Linked DNA regions of Rattus norvegicus: region 2 is linked to region 1. A link is a contact called in public Hi-C data. All regions are on one chromosome and are shown on one strand. The core of a region is the stretch at or near the end of the contact, and the rest is flanking DNA. Distances in the headings are between cores, read along the strand shown.

Region 1 (6,573 bases), core at 3,538-6,037:
GTCTAATTCACGGACAGATATTTTAATCTGACCTCTTCAATTTGCAAGGAACAGAGGGGAAAAAAACTCGGAGATTGTGTTTCTCCCAGGCTGTTCTCATGGGCTGGATCCCGTGTTTTCCATACATAAGAAATAAAACGGCTGTGAGGGGCTGCAGGGAAAGCGACTGTAATGGAATGCCATGAAGTAGATGCAAGGGATGTGATTTGGCGTGAGAGGAGAATATGTTTCTGATTATGTCATTTGCTGGCTGAGTGAGCCTGGGCAAGCTCCGGATCCGGAGAACCAGATCCCCCCTCCTTAAAACGGAATCTGAGACAAAACATTGTACAGTTGTGGAAAACAAGAACGGTTCTCTGTGATATTGGGGTTTTTTTTTTATACAATATTAGCTCCATGACCTTTAAAAAATTGAAAATAGATTTTTTTTCATGCAGTATATTCTGATTAAGGTTTCCCCTCTCTCGAATCTTCCCAGGTCATCCTTATGTTTCACCCATCCAAATTCACACCCGCCTCTCTCCTTAGAACACAAGCATGAAAAAATAATGATAATAGTAAATTAAATTTAGATCAAAACAAAAACAAAGAAGTCAGAATAGGATAAAACAAACACATAAAAGAAAAGCATGAGAAATGCAAACAGATGCTGACACACACATTTGCACACACACATTTGCACACACAGAGGGTCCGTAAGATAAAATCAGAAGCAATAATGTATAAGCAAAATATCTGTAAGGAAAAAGTGTCCAGACAAAGCACATCTTTTTTCATTCTTTTACCCTGGGGTGATGTCTGTCCTTGATGTTAAAGTGTGGTTCTTAGGTAGTAGAAGGATGGATCCTGTTTTCAAATCTCTTCTGTTAGTCTGTGTCTTTTTGTTGGGGGGAATTAAGACCATTGATGTTAAGAGTTATCAATGAGAAGTGTTTACCGCTTCCTGCTATTTGGTTGTTACGCTTCGAGTTTTCTCTTTTGACTTGCTGGCCGGGGATTACTTATTCCCCTTTTTCTTGGATATGGCAAGCTTCCTGGATCGAAGCTTTCCAGTGCTCTCTGTAGAGCTGGACTTGTGGATAGATACTACTTGAATTTGGCTTTTCTCGTGGAATGGTTTTCTTTTACTATCTATTGTGATTGATAGTTTGACTGGGTATAGTGGTCTGGGCTGGCATCTGTGGTCTCTCAGAGTTTGTAGAGCACCTCTTCAGACACTTCTGGGTCTTAGAGTCTCCATTCAGAAGTCAAGTGTTATTCTAATGGGTTTGCCTTTACATGTTGCTTGGTCCTTTTCCCTTGAGCCTTTAATAGTCCTTCTCTGCCCTGTACATTTAATTGATTATAATGTGCTGGGTGACTTTCTTCCTGGTGTTCTGTATGTTTTTGTACTTTGATAGGTGCCTCCTCCTTTAGGTTAGTTGTGTTTTCTATCTATGATTTTGTTGAAGATGTTTTCTGTGCCTTTTAGTTGGGTTTCTTCTTTCTTTATTCCTAGTATTCATAGAACTGGTCTTTTTCATACTGTCTCAGATTTCCTGAGTATCTGGTTTGTTTTTGTTTTTTTTTTTTAATTTAAGATTTTCTTTGACTGGTGTTATGGTTTGTTTATGCTCAGCCCAGGGAGTGGCGCTATGAGGGGGTGTGGCCCTGTTGGAGTAGGTGTGTCACTGTGGGCTTGGGCTTTAAGACCCTCATCCTAGTATTCAGATAGCAGCCTTAGATGAAGATGTAGAACTCTCAGCTCCTCCTGCACCATGCCTGCCTGTATACTGCCATGTTCCCACCTTGATGATAATGGACTGACCCTTTGAATCTGTAAGCCAGCCCCAATGAAATGTTGTCCTTGTAAGAGTTGCCTTGGTCATGGTGTCTGTTCACAGCAGTAAACCCTGACTAACACAACTGGGCTGTCCATTTCGTCCATCTTGTCTGCTGTGCCCAACCCTCCTTGACATCTTTCGATTTCTGCTGGTGGGGCTTTGCTCTATTTTTTCCTTCCTAAAGTTTTCACGCCCAGTTTCCCCAAGGTTTGGTTTCCTTCAGTGAGTCTATTTCTGCTTCCGTGTCTTGAGTGGCTTCCTTCATTTCATTCCAGTACGCGTCTGTGTTTTCACCGTATCCCTTTTAAAGACCTTGAACATGTTCATAATAGATGCTTTGAAGGTCTTGTCTTGTCAGTTCCATTACATTTCTTGGGTCCTCATTAATGGGGCTTCTGGGTTCCGGTGGAGCCACAATGTCCTGGATATTATTGTGTTTTTATGCTGGTGTCCAGGAACCTCAGTTTGGGATGATTGTAATTCTGGATATATACATATACATGTACATGTACATATACACATATACATACACATTGTAAACATCATCTACATTATATACATTGTATACACTGTATACATTGTATACATCATACACATACACACACACCACACACACACTCTACATACACACATACACACACATACACACACATTACACACACACACACACACACACACACACACACACACACACACACGTCTCCATGCTTAGGTGTTCTTTGGTTCCCGTTGCTGTCCCTGGTCTTAGTGTTGGTGTGGATTGCCTTGGACAGAGTGCTTCTGAGTCCCTGGCAGGCGTGGGCTCTGGGGATCTGGGGTAGAATCTGTTTCTAGGTATTAGGAACTGATGGGAAGGACTGAGGATAGACTAGGAGGGGGCGAGGGTCCACAGGAAGGAGGAGAGCTGCTTCTGCCAGGGGAATCTGCTGATCCCACAGGGAGTGAAGTCAGAGAGGGAAGCCAGGTTTGCGCAGGTGGCCTGCTGCAGGGCCCGGGTGACACTGAGGAATCTGCAGTGGAGAACAGGGAGGAGAATGAAGCTCTCCTACCTGATGCCCAGGCCAGCGTAACCAGAGGGTTCCCGGGTAGAGAATGCCCTTTGGCATTGGCAACTGACACGAAGGGATGGGGTGAGGGAGGAAGGCTGGGTCCTTCAAAGGTCTGCAGTGTCCTAGGGAATGCTGGTGGCTTTGGTAAGGTATTAGAAGCAGATGTGGACTGATGAACAAGAAACTACCAGCTAGGCGTCACCTTCTGGAAGTGTACAAACACTTTATCTTGCATTTTGTAATTAAACAGCACACAAAAGTCCGGCACATAACAAGCTTATAAAATATGCAGCATACATTATCCAAAACATAGCTATTATGTTGGATTCCATATCATTTTTGTTTTACAGATTCTATTTAATCTATATGTTTACCGTCTTGCTTATACAGTGTGACCTATGTGGATATCCTATAAGAGTCTTTCTGCAGGGCTAAAGTTAAAGGTATTTACCATTCTTGCAGAGGACCCAGGCTCAGTTCTCAGCATCCTCATGGTGGCTTACAGTCACTAGTGATTTCCAGGAGGTTCTGACGGTGTCTTCTTGCCTTTTCACTCACCAGGCATACAAGTAGTACACAGACACACTTGCAGACGAGACGCACACACACGCTATTTTCATTTTCTTTAAAGATTTATGTGTATGAGTACACTGTAGCCATCTCCAGACACACCAGCAGAGGGCATCGGATCTCATTACAGATGGCTGTGAGCCACCATGTGGTTGCTGGGATTTGAACTCAGGACCTCTGGAAGAGCAGTCAGTGCCCTTAACTGCTGAGCCATCTCTCCAGCCCGAGCACGCACTCTCACACAACACACACACACACACACACACACACACACACACACACACACGCACGTAAAATAAATAAGTATTTAGAAAGGGGGCTGGGGGTGGAGAGTTAAAGGAAACCTTGCCTTTACAAGGTTAGAGAAATATATTGAATGTCACTTATGTTGCTTCTTCCCTCCCCTCCCCCACCCTGCCCCTTAGGGTGAGTTGAAAAACTATTTCATTGGTCCGCTCCTCTAGAGGTGGCTGGAACCTACTGTCCCAGTAGTCATGGATATGAAACAGAGATGCCGCTGCGTAGAGTGGAAGCCAGCCTGGTCACGTGGAGAGGACTGACGGGGAACCCGTGTGAGCACCTGAGAGGTTGAACAAGAAGCCAGAAGAGAAAACTGATCAGGTAACAATGTAAAACCTGAGAGGAAGTGAGGACAGCACGTATGGTTCCCGAGAGAGTCACAGAGGCTCCCAGCTCCCTCCACAAGCTCCTGTCAGCACTAAAGCTGAGTGATGAATCACCAGGAGACCTGCACACACTTAGGACAGACGAGCAGCCTGGTTTCCTTTTCTATGGGCCCTTCCCAGTTTATTCTTAAGTGCTTGGGGATACTTGGATTGTCTTAGGAAATAGAAGGAAATATGAAACACTATTTGTTATTTTCTTCAGATTTTCTCTGTATGGTAGATTATTTAAACGAACCCCCCAAATTTCCCCCTCATTCTCTTCATTTGTATAGTGTGACATAGCATATCCCCCTTTAATGAGGGTTAGTATGTATCCCCACACTTTGAGTCTGTGTTGGTCATGTGACTCACTTTGACAAATAGGCCGTCAGCAGCCCAGGTATAAGCAGGAGCTGGCAGAGCATTTCTATGTTGGTGCTCCCCTTCTCGCTGTGTTGGCAACACCAAGACACACCCCAGGAGAACAGGAACCACCATGTTAAAGTTGTTGAAGGTGTCAGATGACTGGGGTGGGGTGGTGACCACTAGCCAGCGAGCACTAGCCGTTAGGTGTGCATAGAGCCATCCAGGGTCGTAAAGTCACCCTCAAAATCAATAGTTTGCCGCAGATCCCTAAAGCGCTCAGGGAGGATCAGAAAAGAACTCGCCCGTGCCAAGACAATAACCCGACTGACTCATAGAACTGTAAGCTAAGTCATGAAGATTAAAGTAAAGGTCCTCCTACTGGGCCCGCTCATCCACCACTGAGTGACAAATCTGCCCTCCGGGTTCACAGCTCAAAACAATCAATTCTACCCCCTCCGTTTCGCAAGGAGGGATCTAAGTAGTGGGTGCTTTAGGTTCAGGGTCCCCTAAGGCTGAAGTGAAGGTGGCTGACGTTAAATCAATCTCAGGGCTTTTGGCAGGCCTCGGGTCTTTGCCGTCTGTCTGTCTGACAGAGGTATCATTTCTCTTGCCACATACGTCTCTCCAAAAGTTTTTTTTTTTTTTTTTTTTTATAGCATGGCAGCGTGCTTCCCAGAGCAAGAGCAACTGGGAGAGCTCCCAGAGTTAGAAGGTGCAGTCTTTTTATAACCGACTCATAGAAGTAATTCCTCCTCGTTTGCACTGAAGCTATTAAAAGCTATTAAAAGTGGGTCACGAAATCCAGCCCCTAAACGAGGTGAGGGAGGCGCACAGGGCGTGGCGATGGAAGAAAGCATCAGCCTTTGAGGCTGACTGTACACACCCTCGGAAAGACACTGGTTTTTCTCTAAACGCAGTAAGAAATTGCCGCAACACCAACTTGTTAAACGGAGGCTTGTCCCATGCTGTTCAACTCCAGATGACCAGGAAACCCTACAAAAGAAAAACGTGGCAACGTGGCAAGAATTAGTCTGAAAATTGCAGTTATTTTTCATCAAACCAACCATATTTAAATGGAGAGAATGTAGAGTGGAGAAATAGGATCGAGACTTCATAGTGCGAGATAAAATCAAGCAGAACTAATCATATGTGTGTGTGTATGTGTGTGTGTGTGTGTGTGTGTGTGTGTGTGTGTGTGTACATAAATACATACTGTGGATTGGCCAGTTCCTGAGGAGGCCAGAAGAGGTCATCAAACCCCTTGGAACTGGAATCACAGGTGACTATGAGCTGTCATGCGTTTGCTGGGAATGAAACCCAGGCCTCTTCAAGAGCAGGCAGTACTATTAACCACTGAGCCGTCCTTCTGGCCCCAAGATCTAGTCTTAAATGTTGCCATAGAAAACTCTAAGTATGTCTTCAAAGAACACAGGTAGCTTTTGAACATTTTTTAATCACAGCAATGACATAATCAGTGTGAGGGGGTAGGGGGTTGGGGGAGGCATCCCTCCAGGTGTCACAGCCAGCAGTGAAATGATCTGTGAAGAGTTGAAAATGAAAACTCAGCCTGTCTTAGACTGAGTCTCTCACACCAGGTGATTTATTGCAAGCATACTTAAACCTGGTACCGACTGGGGGGAAAAGGTTTTCTGGTGTAATACAGCCCCCTGTGCACAAGGAGGCATAATTACATCGGCACTCAGAGACCATGCCATTTGTTCCAAGAAGATGGGCTCTAGAGATTTCAGAGCCTAAGGAAAGATCTGGCTTGGTCTCGTTCACACAGATAGATAGCATCAAGGTCCTGGTTGTGGGAGTTCAGGGGAGCTATACAGATAAAGTAAGGGTAGTTCAGACTTTTAGGGAGCCCCTGGCTGTACCGGCAATGTGAAGGTTGTTTAGACTAGCTAACCGTGGTTCTGGTTGTGAGAGCTTGATAAGACCAGGCCCAAGAGATAACACAGATTGCCAGGCTGTTAATTACCCACAATGCCCAGCCCTCTGGATGGAAGAATGGGGTTTACATTCTTTCCTTTGTAGAAGACAATTCCATGAGCTTAGCACTCCTGGCTTCCCTGAGGATCTGTCGGCACAAGGAAT
Region 2 (5,986 bases), core at 1,564-4,063, 140 kb after region 1:
TAGCATAAAGGTCTTTTTGATGCAGAAGTGATGACAGTTAGGACTTGGTGGGCAACTAGAAACGAGACATTGGGGCAGCGTCATCCACTTACGTGGTGAGGGATTGGGGAGGTTGGGAGGAGTGAGCCGGGAGGCTTAACAAAGCATCCCAGGCCTTGTTATTACAGATGCAAGGAATTTGGCAAAACTCAGCCTTCAAACACAAGCTATACTTTGGGGTAATTGACTCGGGACCAAACATTGCGTGTGTGTGCAAGCACGCCCACACTGTGTTCGCAGGCATTCATGAATCAGACCTGGAATAGGGTTGGTGGACTACCGGGCACATGTAACTCTCACTATTCATTCAAGTATGAACAACACAGGTTCTGAGCTGACTGGGTACCAGGACAGCCTTGGCCAGTGACTGTGGAGTTGCTTAAGATCGTGTGCAACCGTAGTGCATGGGTTCAGGTCCAAGCGGTCACTCAGGAGGAACCAAGGGAGTTCAAGCCAGCTGCTTAGTCTCTCTCTGTCTCCACTTCTACGCCAGTCATGGGGACAATATCAACACCGGCTGCTTCTTTGACAATTTCATGCACTACTACTCAGGGATACTTGGGAGAGGGTTTTACTTATTTGTAATGGGTAGCAGTAAAATTTACTTGTTATATCTCCTGATAACGGAATGATTTGTTTTGGTTTTAAACAGAAGTAAACAGAGAAGAAATTCCAGTTATAGAAATCCTTTCCCTCAGAAAATAATTTGAAAAAAGCCACGTTTCCTAAGTAGAACAGTTCAACAAATGTATCTGATGACTAGTGTGCTTAATTCCTATTGTACTAAGGGCCAAGGGAATTTGAAAGAACGGGCAGTTTTCAAGACTACTCCCCCAAAGGAATAAAACACGGATTCTTTTTCGATGTAAGAGATATTCTTGCTACTTTAAAATACACGGGATTTAATTTACACACCTATAAAAATTAGATAAAGCTAGCTGTATAAGCTTATTCATTATTCACACACCCTTTGCCTAAATTTTGATGGTGAGGTCCCGCCTTGAGCACACCTTCCTCCCATCTAGGAAGGAGAGCGGGGTTTATCCTTAACAATCACAGAAGCTTCGTCTTCTGCATTCCCTTTGCGTAGAGTTTTTTTTTAAATAATTTTTTCATACAATATATCCTGAGTGTTTCCCTCCCTCTTCTCCAAGGTCCTTCCAGCTCTTCAGCCACCCAACTCCACTCCTTCTCTCTCTCTCTCTCTCTCTCTCTCTCTCTCTCTCTCTTTAGAAAACAGACAGGCGGGGTTGGGGATTTAGCTCAGTGGTAGAGCGCTTGCCTAGGAAGCGCAAGGCCCTGGGTTCAGTCCCCAGCTCCAGAAAAAAAGAACCAAAAAAAAAAAAAAAGAAAACAGACAGACAAAAAAATAATTAGTTAATTAAAAGAAAGAAAAAGCCTAAGAAACACACAAAAGAACACAAAGTGAAACTTGTAAAAGTACGTAATCAGAGACCATAACACACCTGCAAGAGACCACACCAAAGATGCCCAAAGACGCATTACAAAACAAAACAACCACCTGAGAGGCCGCTGAGCTGGTCTCCTGCTGGGCATCCACTGCTGGGCATGGGGCCTGACCTCCAGCGTGGTTTGTGTGCCCAGCGAGACTCCATTGGAGAAAACAAATGAGACTCCATTGGAGAAAACAAATTTTCCCGTATAAGTAGATGTCAGGGGAGGATAGCTTCTTTATTAGTGATGGGGGTTCATGTCTACTCTCCAGTCTCACCACAGGGGCTTTGTCTGGTTTGGACCTGTGCGGCCCTGTGCATGCTGTCACAGTGCCTGTGAGTTCATGTGTCGGCCCTGTTGCATCTGGAAGACACAATATCCTTGGTATCATTCATCTTTTTCAGCTTTTACAGTCTTTCCAACTCCTCTTCTGGATAGTTCCCTGAGCCCCGAGGAGAGGGGTTTGATGAAGACATCCCATTTACGACTGAGTGTTTCAAGGTCTCCTACTCTCTGAATAGTGTCCAGTTGATGAAGACGTTCAGTTTAGAACTGAGTGTTCCGAGGTCTCTCACACTTTTGTAGCAAAAGATATCTAGCGGGGGCTTTGTCTCCACCTTTGTTTGCTGGCTACACCTATGTTTTTTCATGTAGGTACAAGTTTTGAATAGTTTTTTACTGTGTTATGTCTCCATTTGGCCTGGCAAATGGCCCTTAGTGTTAGCTGTCCCTCCTTTCCCCTCCCTTACCCACGTTCTCCTACCCCTTGTCTTTTGAATCCTCCCATCCCAGTCTTCCCTGTCTCTTAACTATTCTGCTTCCTCTTCGTTCCTCTCCTCCCCTTGTCCCCTACCCTACCTAACCTCTGTGGTTATACAGATTGAAGCATAACTGTTGAAGGCTTAAAAGCTAACATTGCATATAAGAACGCACAGGCCATGTTTGTCTTTTTGGATTTAGGACGATTTCTTTTCTAGCTTCATTAATTGACTGTGATTTTGCTTTTTTTATTTTAATCTCATGATTTTGTTTATAAAGCTGATTGATGTTCTATTGTGAAAGCATAACACGTTTTTATTGTCCACTCCTCTGCTGGGACATCGAGACTGTTTCAGATTTCTGGCTGTAATCAAGAGCAGCCATGAACATGGATGTCCAAGTGTCTGTGACATAGGATGTCGAGTCCCTTGGGTGCGTGCCCACGAGTGGGACAGCTGGATCGTGAGTAAATATATTCCAAGCTTCCTCAGGAACCACCACATTGAGTTCCGTGGTGGATATACAAGCCTGCACTCCCACCAGCAATGGGTATGAGTATTGCTTTGTTCCACATCCCTGCCAGCATGAGCTGTCATTTGTTTTATTATCTTGGCTGTTCTGACTGGTGTGAGGTGGAATCTCAGAGTTGTTTTGATTTGCATTCCCAGATGACTAAGGATGTTGAACATTTCCTTAAGTGCTTCTCAGCCATTTGTGTCTCATCTTTTTGAGACCTCTCTGTTTACTTCTGGGCCCCTTTTAAAATCGGGTTGTTTTCTTGGCGTCTAGATTTTTTTTAATTTATTTTGGATATTAACCCTATCAGATATATCATTGGTAAGGATGTATTCTCATTCTATAACCTGCCAGTTTGTTGGAATGATGGTATCCTTTGACTTAGAGCTTCTCGGTCTCCTGATGTCCCACTTACTGTTGTCTTAGTGCCCGTGTTATCAGTGGTCTGCTCAGAAGGTCTTTCTCTGCGTCGATGAGTTCAAGAGTATTTCCCACTTTCTCTTCTACAAGGTTCAGGATCCTTGACCCATGTGGAGTTGCATTTTTGTGCAGGGTGGGAAGAATGGATGTTTACATTCTTCTACATGCAGCCCAGCATCATTCATTCAAGCTGAAAATAGTCCTTTCAATTTCTGTGAAGAATTGTATTGGACTTTTGATAGGGATTGCATCAAATCTGTAGATAGCTTATGGTGGGACATCTCCACTGTATTAATCCTACCAACCCATGAGCATGGGGGATGCCTCCATCTTCTGGTATCTTCTTCAAATGCCTTAATGTTTTTAATATCCAGGTCTTTCAATTGTTTGGTTAGGGCTACAACAAAATATTGTTGAGAGGTGTTTTTCCCATGATTTCTCCCTCAGTCCATTTGCCATTTGTATATAAGAAGGCTACTGGTTTTTGAGTTGATTTTGTTATCTAATTGCTAATTTGCTGAAAAGTGTTTATCAGTGGTAGAAGTTTCTTGGTGGAGTTTTGATGTCTCATATACAAAATCATGTCATATGCAAATAAAGTTATTTGTAGGCTAAGAGATGGTGCACACTTTTAATCCAGCACTCAGGAAGCAGAGGAAGGCTGATCTTTGACTTTGAAGCCAGCATGGCCTATATTCCAGGGCAGCCAGGGCTACACAGAGAAAAATGTCTCAAAACAGAGAAAGAAAGACAGAAAGAAAGAAAGGAAGGAAGAAAGAAAGGAAGGAAGAAAGAGAGACAGAAAGAATTCGTAACCCCTTGATCTCCTTGTTATTCTAGTGTTCTAGCTAAGACTGCAAGTACTATACTGAATGTGTTGTCTTGTTCCTGACTTTAGTAGGCATGCTTTGAGTTTCTTCTTTTTTTTAGCCTGATGTTGGCTGTAGGTTTGTTGTATATTGCCTTTATTATATTGAGTCATTTCCCTTGTATTCCTATTCTCTTCAGGACTTTCATTATAATGGGATGTTGGCTTTTGTCAAGGCCTTTACTGCATCTAATGAGACGATCATGTAGTTTTGTCTTTCAGTCTATCTATATGGCAGATTACAGATTACATTTATAGGTTTATATATGCTGAACCACCTGTGTATCTCTGGGACAAAGCAAACTTAATCATAGTGGATAACCTTTGATGTGTTCTTGTATTTGGCTTGCAAGTATTTTACTGAGTTTTTTGCTTCAATGTTTATAAAGCATATTGGTTTGTACTTTTCTTTCTTCTTTGTGCATTTTAGGTATAAGGATAATTATAGCCTTATAAAAAGAAATAGACAATGCTCCTTCAGCTTCCATTTTGAAGAAAAATTTGAGGAGTATTGGCATTAATTCTCTTTTGAGAATCTGGTAGAATTATGAGCTGAATCTTCTGGCCCTGGGCTTTTGGTTGGGACATGTTTAACTACTGTTTTTATTTTACTAGAATTTGTAGGTCTTTTTAAGTTGCTGATCTGATCTTGACTTAACTTTGGTAGGTCATATATATTAAGAAATTTATTTCTGTTAGGTTTCTCAGTTTGGTGGAAGTAAAGATTTTTAAAGTATGTGTTTATGATTCTCTGGATTCCTTCATTGTCTGTTGACACCCCCCCTTCATTTCTAATTTTATTATTTTTATCTTCTCCCTCCATCTTTTGTCAGTTTAACTAAAGGTTCATCAGTCCTACTGATTTTCTCAAAGAACCAACTCTTCATTGATAGTTTGTAATTTTTGTTGTTGCTGCTGTTTTCTGCTTCTGTTTCATTGATTTCAGTTCTGAGTTTATTTCTTACCATTCACTCACTTTGGGTGGTATTTTTCCTATCTGTTATAGTTTTCAAGTGAGCTATCGAGTTGTTACTATGAGGTCTTGCCTCTTTTTTTCTTTTCTCTCCTCCTTCTCCTCCTTCTAATGTAGGCAACTTAGTGCTATGAGCTTGCATGTTATAACTGCCTCATTGTGTCCCACAGGCTTGGGTATGTTGTATTTCCCTTTTCATCCAAATTTAAAAAGTTTTAAATTCCCTTAATTTCTGTCTTGATCCCTTTTCCATTCAGTAATGAATTGTTCAGTTTCCATGAGTTTGCACATCTTCTATTGTTAATATCCAGCATTAATCCACCATAGCCAGATAGAATGCAGGGTGTTATTTGAGTTTTCTTATAACTGTTGAGACTTGCTTTGTGTCCCAGTTTGGGGTCAGTCTTGGAGGGCAGTTTGAGCTGGAACGGCTGAGTTGAACCGGCCACTCAGAATTCAGAAAGAGCTAGAAAGGGTGAGCTTCCTTCAGCCTCTAAGACAACAGTTACATCTGCTAAATAAAGGTTACTTTTACCCTGTTCCTTGATGTCTGCTGCCCTCTCAGGATCTTAGGGTAGTATGATAGCTCTTGGTTGCCACACACAGACTGCCTTTGCAGGTCTGTGGGTGGCAGACAGCAAAGGAGGAAAAGGTTGAGAGGCATCTGGAAAGTGCTAAGAAATCCTATCCACACCAAGAGGTGGTGTCACCAGGGAAGTAGGTCGCAGTAAAGCAAAGAATAATCTGTGGAAACAGGGATGGGAGGCTGACAAGGACCCTGAGTTGAAAAAAGAGTCAGGGTCTCCAACGAATGGTGTTGAGGCAGGAGTAGGAGCAGCAGTAAGCTTGTTGTCATAGGGTGAGGGGGAGATTGTAATGAAGGACAAGAAGGACAGAGTGACTCACCTACCCAAGTGCCTGCCAGGTGTGGCCACTATGGGTCCCAGATGGAAAGT

The links. A called contact is a pair of places that touch in the nucleus more often than the background predicts.
Region 2: a contact with region 1 is called in a Hi-C map of the A7r5 cell line, with 4 times the contacts expected there. The contact joins two enhancer-like sites. A contact is called at or near these places in 6 of 12 Hi-C or Micro-C datasets (the A7r5 cell line, the Rat2 cell line, hepatocytes and 3 more).

What each region holds. Positions count from the first base shown.
Region 1 is chr7:129,996,449-130,003,021 of GRCr8, forward strand. It overlaps LOC108351545 (a long non-coding RNA gene), which reads left to right. Exons shown (of 6, transcript XR_010053062.1): 4 at 3,868-4,063. Among named protein-coding and RNA genes, the nearest start is that of Slc38a4, 82 kb to the right of the region's middle. Within about 2 kb of position 4,788, at least 7 of the 93 cell types and tissues checked have an H3K27ac peak or open chromatin away from gene starts, as enhancers often do. A contact at or near this core is called in the A7r5 cell line, where this site is marked.
Region 2 is chr7:130,139,953-130,145,938 of GRCr8, forward strand. All of the region lies in intron 3 of LOC102547634 (a long non-coding RNA gene), which reads right to left. Among named protein-coding and RNA genes, the nearest start is that of Slc38a4, 61 kb to the left of the region's middle. Within about 2 kb of position 2,814, at least 5 of the 93 cell types and tissues checked have an H3K27ac peak or open chromatin away from gene starts, as enhancers often do. A contact at or near this core is called in the A7r5 cell line, where this site is marked.